Regions from separate parts of the Pan troglodytes genome. Here all the other regions are linked to region 1. A link is a contact called in public Hi-C and HiChIP or PLAC-seq data. All regions are on one chromosome and are shown on one strand. The core of a region is the stretch at or near the end of the contact, and the rest is flanking DNA. Distances in the headings are between cores, read along the strand shown. Region 1 holds the start of SPATA20 (spermatogenesis associated 20). Region 2 holds the start of LUC7L3 (LUC7 like 3 pre-mRNA splicing factor). Region 3 holds the start of LOC112206064 (putative ANKRD40 C-terminal-like protein).

What was found. Hi-C and Micro-C count contacts between places; a contact is called where the count stands out from the background. HiChIP or PLAC-seq counts read pairs in DNA pulled down with a chosen protein or histone mark.
Region 2: a contact with region 1 is called in an H3K4me3 HiChIP or PLAC-seq map of stem cell-derived excitatory neurons, with 4 times the contacts expected there. The contact joins the promoter of LUC7L3 here to the promoter of SPATA20 in region 1. A contact is called at or near these places in 4 of 7 Hi-C or Micro-C datasets (blood, induced pluripotent stem cells and stem cell-derived neural progenitor cells), 1 of 1 datasets of contacts at active chromatin or transcription factors (stem cell-derived excitatory neurons) and 1 of 1 other capture datasets (stem cell-derived neural stem cells).
Region 3: a contact with region 1 is called in a Hi-C map of stem cell-derived neural progenitor cells, with 4 times the contacts expected there. The contact joins the promoter of LOC112206064 here to the promoter of SPATA20 in region 1. A contact is called at or near these places in 1 of 7 Hi-C or Micro-C datasets (stem cell-derived neural progenitor cells) and 1 of 1 datasets of contacts at active chromatin or transcription factors (stem cell-derived excitatory neurons).

What each region holds. Positions count from the first base shown.
Region 1 is chr19:63,687,120-63,690,370 of NHGRI_mPanTro3-v2.0_pri, reverse strand. SPATA20 (spermatogenesis associated 20) reads right to left here and starts at 1,973. Exons shown (of 17, transcript XM_511882.6): 1 at 1,726-1,973; 2 at 1,244-1,291; 3 at 558-728; 4 at 393-457; 5 at 47-201. The coding sequence starts at 1,802.
Region 2 is chr19:63,847,376-63,850,377 of NHGRI_mPanTro3-v2.0_pri, reverse strand. It overlaps LUC7L3 (LUC7 like 3 pre-mRNA splicing factor), which reads right to left and starts at 1,408. Exons shown (of 14, transcript XR_010153329.1): 1 at 1,280-1,408. ANKRD40 (ankyrin repeat domain 40) reads left to right here and starts at 600. Exons shown (of 5, transcript XM_511885.7): 1 at 600-1,004. The coding sequence starts at 871.
Region 3 is chr19:63,906,833-63,910,151 of NHGRI_mPanTro3-v2.0_pri, reverse strand. LOC112206064 (putative ANKRD40 C-terminal-like protein) reads left to right here and starts at 1,567. Exons shown (of 4, transcript XM_024350521.2): 1 at 1,567-1,606. The coding sequence starts at 1,567.

The DNA of each region.
Region 1 (3,251 bases), core at 724-3,223:
GCTCTGAGCCCATGTGGCGCATACACTCCCGAGGAGGGCTGCTCACCTGCACGAACATCATGTACACCTTGTCCACGTCAGGCCGCTCCTCACGGTCTACCTTCACACTCACAAAGTCCTCACTGAGCAGGCGGCCGATCTCCTCATTCTGGAAGGACTCCTCTTCCATCATGTGGCACCAGTGGCAGGTGGAGTACCCGACTGAACAGGGCCATGGGGAGAGGTCAGGGGGCCAGCAACGGGTCAGAGGGAGGCTGGCCAAGTGGCCCTGGCTACATGGAAGACGTCCTGGCCTCTAGTCTCCTGGAAGACCCGCCAGGCCGAGAGGACCCTCCCCCATCCACTGCCGCTCCCTGCCCACACCCCCACATCAGGGAAGGTGGGAGCATTACCTGAGAGGAAAATCGGCTTGTTTTCCTTCCTGGCCTTGTCGAAGGCTTCCTGTCCCCAGGGGTACCTAGACCCAGCAGGGTGGGGCATCACTCAGTAGCCCAGGGGGTCTGGGAGGGGCCCAGGACCCCAGCGATTCCAGGCAGGGCCCCAGGAGAGGTGCTCACCAGTCCACAGGATTGTAGGCATGTTGTAGGAGGTATGGTGACTTCTCGTGGATCAGGCGGTTGGGGACCCTCTGGGGTGTAGATGAAGGATGGCTTCCCTTCCCTCCAGCAGGCATGGGCACTGAACTACTGACCGTCGCACTTCGGTCCTTGTCCCGGGAGGAGCTACCCCTGGCGAGGACTGGTGCGTCAGGCAAGCCAGCGGCCTCCACCCACCTTCTCCCAGGCCCCCCAGCGCCTGCTCCATTTCACTCAGCACCCCAGTAGGACCCCTGCTCCCAGCCCAACCCACCTTTCTGAACCATGGGGGAGACTGTGGCCTTTGCGCTCCCCCTTATGTTTTTTGGGGGGTGAGGAGAGGTGGCTCATTGGGGGCTCCTTGCCAGGTTAGTCTCCCCCAACCTCCTGGGCCTGGCGGTGGGAAGGATGGCTGTGAGGTCAGGGCGGGTCACAATGGGCAGAATGATTCTTGGGGCTCCATTCTTACCCCTCCCCAGGCCCCTCCCCCGGCCCTTCCTGGAGCAGCTGCTTGGAGGCATCTCTCTGGCAGGCCTGGGTGTGGCCCCACTGGAAGGCAGCCTACTGCTGGTGGCTGGACAGGCCAAGATCAGTAGGGTCTGGGACTGGACCAGGTGAGGGACAAACAGAGGAAACCAGACATGGGGACTCCCTCACTCAACGCCCACCTGCTGGGACTCCTGTGGGGCCAGGTCCTGGGCCAGACTCCAGGACACCTAGGGAATCAGAGACCTCAGGGAGTTCAGCCTGGAAATGGGACTGCAGGCAGACCTAAATAACGAAAGGTCCATGCAGCAATAAAGGACTGTGACAGGGCACAGGGTACTATTGGAGAAAGGCCCTTGACCCAGCATCCAGCACTGGGGTGCAAGGAAGGCTTCCTGGAAGCAGTGTCAGAACAGTCCCTGAGGAGCTGGCACTGCACTGGAAGGAAGGGGAGAGGAGGGAAGGGATGAGGACGGGAAGGGAGGGGAGGAGGGCCTTACAGCCAGGGCCAGGTCTCAGGAGCAGACCGGAGGTGGGGTGGGGGAAGGGCCAGGCATGCAGGGGTGGTCCAGACTGGCACTGGGGACCGGTGTCCGGAAGACCCTCCACTGGGCCCGCAGGCAGGCGCAGGGAGTGCCCTAGGGGCCCGCTCGCCCGCCCGTACCTGCGGCTCGCGGCGAGGCCTGCACCGGCGCGGGGCAGCAGAAGGACGCGGCCCAACCAGGCCCGCGCGCCCAGCATGGCTGCTCGGGGCCGTGGGCCCGGCCGCTGAGGACAGGAAGGGAAGGCAGGAGGCTGCGAGGGGCGGGCCGGGCACCTACGGAGCCGCGGGCGGGTCTTCGCCGGGACTTGGGACAGTGTGGCTGGTCTCCGAGCGTCGCCCTGCGGCGGAGCGCAGAATTGCAGATCAGGCACCCGGGCCTTGGGAGGACCCATTCTGTGCATAAAACTGGGCTCTGCCCCTGCCTGGGGAGGACAGCCCTTCTCAAGGGAATAGGGAGAGTTGTGGGATCTAGGGCTGGGAGATGCTAGGGCCATGGGATGCCAGAGCTTCAGCTCATTTTGTCCAACCCCTGCCCATTTTACAAATGAGAAATGAGATCCAAGGCGAAGGCGTACCTTGGCCAGGTCCACCAGCTAACAAGCTTTGCTTTTTGCAGCCTCCTCGTCTCTAGGTCCTACTCAAATCCTACCCACTCCAGGAAGCCTTCCTTAAATAATACTGATGAGCCCATTTTATGTCTCATAGGTTACACATGGCCTCATTGGCTACATTCAGCCAATATTTATTAAGTGCCTGCCGCCTGCCACTCTGCAAGGCACTGAGTATACAATGGTGGGCAGAGAGAAACAAGGCTCCTGCCCTCACATGGCTCACAGTCTGTTGAGAGCGGCAGATGCTAATTCGACAGCCATACCGATAAACACCCACGTGACAAGTCCGTGAGGGTATAACGTAACAAGTGACCTGATCTGGTGGAAGGGGCAAAGGATGAAGGCTTCCCTGAGGAAATCACATTTGTGAAGCCATGAAGAACGAGAGAAAGGAACTTGGAGGGTGCTCAGGGGGAGTGCTGGGGAAGGAGGCAGAGGTACAGTTTGTGCAAAGGTCCCGTGGCTTGTCAGTGAGTCAGGGCTGAGCAACTGCAGAAAGAGGGAAGACAGGCAGTAGATGAGGGCAGAGGCAAGATCTTGGAGACACTCGTGAACTGTAAGAAGGGGATTTTTATTTTTTGAGACAGAGTCTCGCTCTGTCACCCAGGCTGGAGTGCAGTGGTGTGATCTCGGCTCACTGCAACCTCCGCATCCTGGGTTCAAGGCTGGTCTCGAACTCCTGACCTCAGGTGATCCATCTGCCTCGGCCTCCCAAAGTGCTGGGATTACAGGCATGAGCCACCATACCCGACCCAATTTTTTTTTAGCCAGAGTCTCACTCTGTTGCCCAGGCTGGAGTGCAGTGGATCTTGGCTCTCTGCAACCTCCACCTCCTAGGTTCAAGCGATTCTTGTGCCTCAGCCTTCCAAGTAGCTGGGACTACAGGAGCGCGCCACCATGCCCAGCTAATTTTTGTATTTTTAGTAGAGACGGGGTTTCGCCATGTTGCCTAGGCTGGTCTCAAACTCCTGACCTCAAGTGATCCATCTGCCTCAGCCTCCCAAGTGCTGGGATTACAGGTATGAGCCACCGTGC
Region 2 (3,002 bases), core at 159-2,658, 160 kb before region 1:
TCTTTTCTCCTTATATGGCCTTCATGAAGAGTAACTAATTACAATCTGTTAGCAGTAATTACAGTTCATAAACTGTGAGCACAATATAAATATTTTTCCTGAAAGCCAGGTTAGAAGAAATCCTGTCTAAAATGAGATGTAAAACAACAACAATTGAAATAAATATTCTAACTGAATTGTCCCCAAGCACTGTCAAAAAGAAGAAGAGTGTAATCTATCTCTGTAATAATGGGCGTATTATAGTAGGATCGTTTTCAGCCCATTTCCCTATCCTGCTGGGCAAGAATTGGCTCAGATAAGGAAAAGGAGCCAACCAAACTGGGGGAAAATAACAAAAAAACCCCAAATCCCAACAAAAAGAACCCACCAATTATTTTGGATGCCTGGTAAACAGCCTGCACCAGAGGATAAGGCTTTTCTGGCTCTCAGCTATGCTTTTTTCTCTTTTCATGTGTCTTGTCCTCCTCCCTTGAAACTGCGGGGTGGGGAAGTCTAAAAATAGTCAATGAATCATGGCATATAATATTGTGCAGTAGTTACATAAACAGCCAGCCCGGGCGCCGGAGCCCCGGGTCGGAACGGAAAATATCTGGGTCAGCGTTGTCACACTGAACAGGGTCCCCCGGAGCCGGCCTTCGGGAGGCGCGGCCCGGGAGGAGGCCTGGGCCTGCGGGCCGGGAGCAGCAGGGGCGGCCCGCGGGAGGGAGCGGAAGTCCCGGGACTGGCGCTGGCAGCGGGGCGAGCAGGGCGGACGAGTTCCGCGCTCCCTCCCCATGGCCGGGAGCGGGCCGCGGCGACGGCGGCGGCGCTGACAGGCCGCGGGCGGGGCGGGGCAGGCGGGCCTGGGCGGGGGCCTGGGGCTGTGGGAAGATGAACGCCCTCCTAGAGCAGAAGGAGCAGCAGGAGAGGCTGCGGGAGGCCGCGGCCTTAGGGGACATTCGGGAGGTGCAGAAACTGGTGGAGAGCGGGGTGGATGTGAACTCCCAAAATGAGGTCAACGGCTGGTAAGTGGGGAGCGGGGGAGGCCTAGGGTCAGGGCAGCCGGTCGGAAGGCGTGGGGCAGTCAGTCGCGACCTGGGCCCAGCGCTGGACGCCTGGCTACGGCGAGGCCTGCCACCTCGGGCCTCCGAGATTGTGCCCTCTTGAGGCCAGCCCTCGTCCCCATGCCTCGTGCGGTCGGGAGCGCGTCCTGCCCAAATCCCGGCCCACGTGGTCCACTCGGGGCAGCGCCCACTGGGACTCTGGTGCCCTACCCCCTTCCCCCGCGCTCCCGGCTCACTTGGTCAGAGCGGTGCTGGAGGCAGTGATTCTCAGCGACTATGCGTTGGAGCTCACCCCAATTCGAGTGTTGAGTTAATTTGCCGTAGGTCCTTCTGGAGAACGCATCTTGCAGAGCTAAAAGCATAAGCAACTGAGCAAATATGAATTTTATAAACTAGCACGATTTCCTTAGCCAAGACCAGGAAAAAAAAAACACATTTGCATCACCATTCTGCTTCTCTGTTGTTTCACTGCAACCGATTTGCTGCTGCTGCCTACAGTTGCCTGTTTGAGGGAAAACTCATTTGTTTATCCTATCGATTATTTTCTTTCTTTTCCTTTTTTTTTTTTTTTTTTTTGAGACAGGGTCTTGCCCTGTCGCCCAGGGTGGAGTGCAGTGGCATAGTCTCGGCTCACTGCAACTTCTACCTCCCCGGCTCAGGTGATCCTCCTGCCACAGCCTCCCAAATAGCTGGGAATACAGGCACGCGCCCCCACACCCGGCTATTTTTTTTTTTTTTTTTGGTATTTTTGGTAGAGATGGGGCCAGGTTGGTCTCAAACTCCTGGCCTCAGGTGATCCACCCGCCTCGGCCTCCAAAAGTGCTGGGATTACAGATGTGAGCCTACCGTTCCTGGCCAGTTTTCTTATTACAATTTCAAATACAGAATGTCACCCAAGACTTTAGATGTCTGCCTGCAGATTGAATTCTTCCCAATTAAATAGGAGTCTCATCTTAAGATGTTGCTGGTGGTCAAAACAGGAAGTTACTGAATGTGGCATTATTCCGCTCTCTGCATTTAATATTTAAAATTTTGATTCAGTAATGCTTAGCCAGACTATTTTGCTAGCTTAGAGTTAAAGTGAGTAGCACTTTGGGAGGCTGAGGTGGGCGGATCACAAGGTCAGGAGATCAAGACCATCCTGGCCAACATGATGAAACCCCATCTCTACTAAAAATACAAAAATTAGCTGGGCGTGGTGGTGCATGCCTGTAGTCTCAGCTGCTTGGGAGGCTGAGGCAGGAGAATCACTTGAACCTGGGAGGCGGAGGTTGCAGTAAGCCAAGATTGCACCACTGCACTCCAGCCTGGGTGACAGAGCAAGACTCTACCTCAAAAAAAAAAAAAAAGTGAGTTTACATTTTGTTTTTTTAAGTGGAATCATCCATTTGGAACAAGGGACAATGGAGAGAGGCTCAACCACAGAGAATAACTTGCCCTAGGCCACATAACTATTAATATGATAGCACCAGAACCATGGTTTCCAGACTGCCTCAAAAGTCTACCTACCTGGACCCGGCGCGGTGGCTGACGCCTGTAATCTCAGCACTTTGGGAGGCCAAGGTGGGCAGATCATGATGTCAGGAGTTCAAGACCATTCTGGCCAACATGGTGAAACCCTGTCTCTTCTAAAGATACAAAAATTAGCCAGGGGTAGCGGCGTGTGCCTGTCATCCCAGCTACTTGGGATGCTGCAGCAGGAGAATCACTTGAACCAGGGAGTTGGAGGTTGAAATGAGCCAAGATCACACCACTGCACTCCAGGCTGGTGGCAGAGCGAGACTCTGTCTCAAAAAAAAAAAAAAAAAAAAAAAAATCTATCTTCCTGGTGGGACCTGGTGGCTCACGCCTGTAATCCCAGCACTTTGGGAGGCCAAGGCAGGAGGATCACTGGAGTCCAGAAGTTTGAGACCAGCCTGGGCAACATAGCGAGACCCCAGTCTCAAAAAAAATTTTTTT
Region 3 (3,319 bases), core at 318-2,817, 220 kb before region 1:
GCCAGCATGCTGGGAAGACAGCGTCGGCCTGGCAGCCAGGTGACCCAGGTCCAGTGCCAGGCCTGTGCCTGGCTGGCCACGTGACTAGTGGTAAACATTTCACTTACTAAGGCCTCAGTTTCCCTGTTTGCTCCTTTAAGCAGTTTGGCCAAATCAGTGGTTCACAGTCTTGGCTGCACATTGAAATCAGCTGGGAACCTTTCGAAAGTTCTGGGGCTCTGATTGCATCCAGACCAACTAAGTCAGACTTTATAGGGTGGGACCTGGGCATCCACGGTTTTTAAAGCTTCCCAGGTGACTTCAATGCACACCATGTTTGAGAGCCGGGGGGCTGCGATCTCCAGAGCTCCCTCCAGCTTTTTTTTTTTTTTTTTTTTTTGGTTTTTTGTTGTTGTTGTTTGGTTTATGGTTTTTTTTTTTAGTGTTTATTTATTTATTTATTTATTTTTTGAGATGGAGTCTTGCTCTGTCACCAAGACTGGAGTGCAATGGTGTGATCTCGGCTCACTGCAACATCTGCCTCCCAGGTTCAAGCGATTCTCCTGTCTCAGCCTCCTGAGTAGCTGGGATTATAGGCGCACGTCACCACACCCAGCTAATTTTTTGTATTTTAGTAGAGACGGGGTTTCATCGAGTTGCCCAGGCTGGTCTCGAACTCCTGAGCTCCGGCAATCCACCCGCCTCAGCCTCCCAAAGTGCTAGGATTACAGGCGTGAGCCACCGCACCCAGCCAGCTCCCTCCAGTTTTTTGATGCTGAGGCCCACCCTGATGCCCCGTCTGTTTGCCCGTCTTTTGTCATTGGAGGGTTAAATGAAATGTGAGCGTTACCCGAACATCTGGGTTCCTATCTGTGCACCTCCTCCTGTCTTCAGCCTGCCTTTGAGGCAGCAGCCTCCCTGGGGACTTTGACCCTCCCCACCCATTCTTCGCTGAACCTCCTGCTCCAGCCTCTGCCTCCTCCATTTTGATGTCTACAATCAGGGGATCCAGGATCATCACCAAGGTCATTTTCCCAGGTATGGAGGGGTCTTTCTGCTTCTTTCTTGTCATGCACAGCTGCTGAGGAAGGGGCTGGGAGGAAAGACAGTGAAATGGGGAGGAGGAGTCCATTCAAACCGAGAAACTAAGTGTTTGGTTTTTCTTACCCCTGATGTAGAAGCTACCAACCTTTTCCAAGAAAGAGGGCCTGGCCCCCTTCTCGGGTCTGGCTGGGTGCCTGCTGTGCCTCTCTGGCCTCCCCTCCGAAGGGCACCATTCCCTCAGGTGAGTACTACTGGCCTGCACCGTCTTCCAGTGGAGACAGCCTGAGAAGAGAGTCTGGAGCCTTACTTCAGCACCTTCCTTCACTGGCCTCACCCTGTGCAAATCATGCCACACACTGGAGCCTCCTTTTCCCTATCTATAAAATAAAAATGACCCTGCTCTATCTCACTGGGCTGGCAAGAACACACTGTTGTTGCCTTGCAGACAGACGTGCTGAGGCTGTAGAAAGCGCTTTTTATTTGGTTGGGAGCTTGCGCATAAATGCGAGAGGGGCTGCACATCTGACGGACTAGAGGTGACTCATGGCTGAACTGGAACAGGACATCGGGGAGAAGCCAGCAGGTGAGTCTGGGAGTCCTGTTCCCAACATGGTCCTCAAGGAGGATGGGACAGGGGGCTGGGGAAGGCTGGGACACGGGTCATGCTGTGGCCAGCAGTGCCCTGTGGCCTCCGCCACTCTGCCAGTGGGCTAGTGAAGAGCAGAGCAACTAGACCAAAGGTCCTTTCAGAAGGAAGCAAGTGTCTATAGCTACAATAAATAATAATAGCAGCTGGCAATTACTGGTGCTCACAACTGCTAGGAAGTTGTACCTTCTGTGTACTTTCTCATTGACTTCTTACAATCTGGTGAGGTAGGATTGTTAACCTCATTTTCAGATCAGAGAGGTTATGTAACTTGCCCAAGGTGTCAAAGCTACTAAGTGGCAGAGGAATTCAGACCCAAATCTGCCTGAGTGCAAAGGGCATGCTTTGTGACCTCTATGAGACTCTGTCCATTCACAGAGCTGACACATTGACCACAGAAGAAAATGCTTTCAAACGTAGTGGATGGGGCAGGGAAAGTTCTCGGGCTGTGTGTTGGGTGAGTTAGCAGTGAGGCAGGAAGGCCTCGTTTCAGGTCAGGTTCTGGTATCTCTATCAGGTATCGACATCAGGTCAGGTACTGGCAGGTGGGCTGGGGCCCAGCTGCTACAGGGGCTGCCTGAGAAGGAGCCACAGCCCTGAGCCACCTCCAGGGCCCAGAATTGAAAGGCAAAGAGAAGACTGCAGATCCCTGCTCACTAGGGGAGGGGACATTATTCCTGTCCTGGGAAGGGGCTGAGTTGGGCAGGAGTGTCTCATCTCCTTGGAGGCATCTGGCAGGGTGGCACAAACAGGGCTGACTTCATAAGGCTGTGATCAGTGCAGCTGCCCAGGGCCTTGCATTCAGAAAGGCCCTGGGCTTGGGGTTCAACATTCTGTGATTGTTGACTTGAAATGTGTCATAATTTTAGCCCTGAACTTGTTTTGTAAGTGGTGTCCGATGGGACAATGGAGCATGTGCCAGGATTGGGAGTTGGAGCCTCAGCTCATACATATGGTCTCCACACCCAGACCAGCCCCACCACTGCTGTAACCCTCTGCCAGAGTCCCTCATTCCGCTGTCACCTTTGCCCAGGCAAAACAAGGATCAGAAGTTGAGGAGTGGCAGGCAGCCCTGGACACTCTCACCCACCCCCATCCAGCTAGTTGGTGCATTCAAGTGGGGAGGTCGCAATACCTTGGGCGTCACCCATTTGCCCTGGGTTAGAGCAGCGGCTGTGAGAAGGGGAAATTGGCTTCCTCTTCATTTTCCTTTTGCACTCGGCTTTGCAAATTATGTAGTTGGCCCTGGTCACATCCATATCTGGCCATTTACCAACCTGAACAAACTACTTCCCCTTTCAGCCTCAATTTTCCTGTCTGCAAATGAAAATAATAATGTGCATACCCCACAGGATTCTTTTGGGGACAGTGAGGCTTTTCTCTTTTCCAGAATGCAAGTCTGATTATGACAGCTCTCTGCTAAAAACCAGAATGGCTTGGTGGTGTTTTAGGACAAAGACCAAAACCTTTCATCTAGACTAATGCTGCCCAATAGAAATGTAATGCAAGCCACATATGTAATTTCAAATTGCTAGTAGCCATGTTTTAAAAAGTAAAAACAGGTGAAACTAATTTTAATAATATACTTTGCCCACTATATGCAAATCATTATATCAACATATAAGTATGAAAATTTTTTATTGCCTCCAA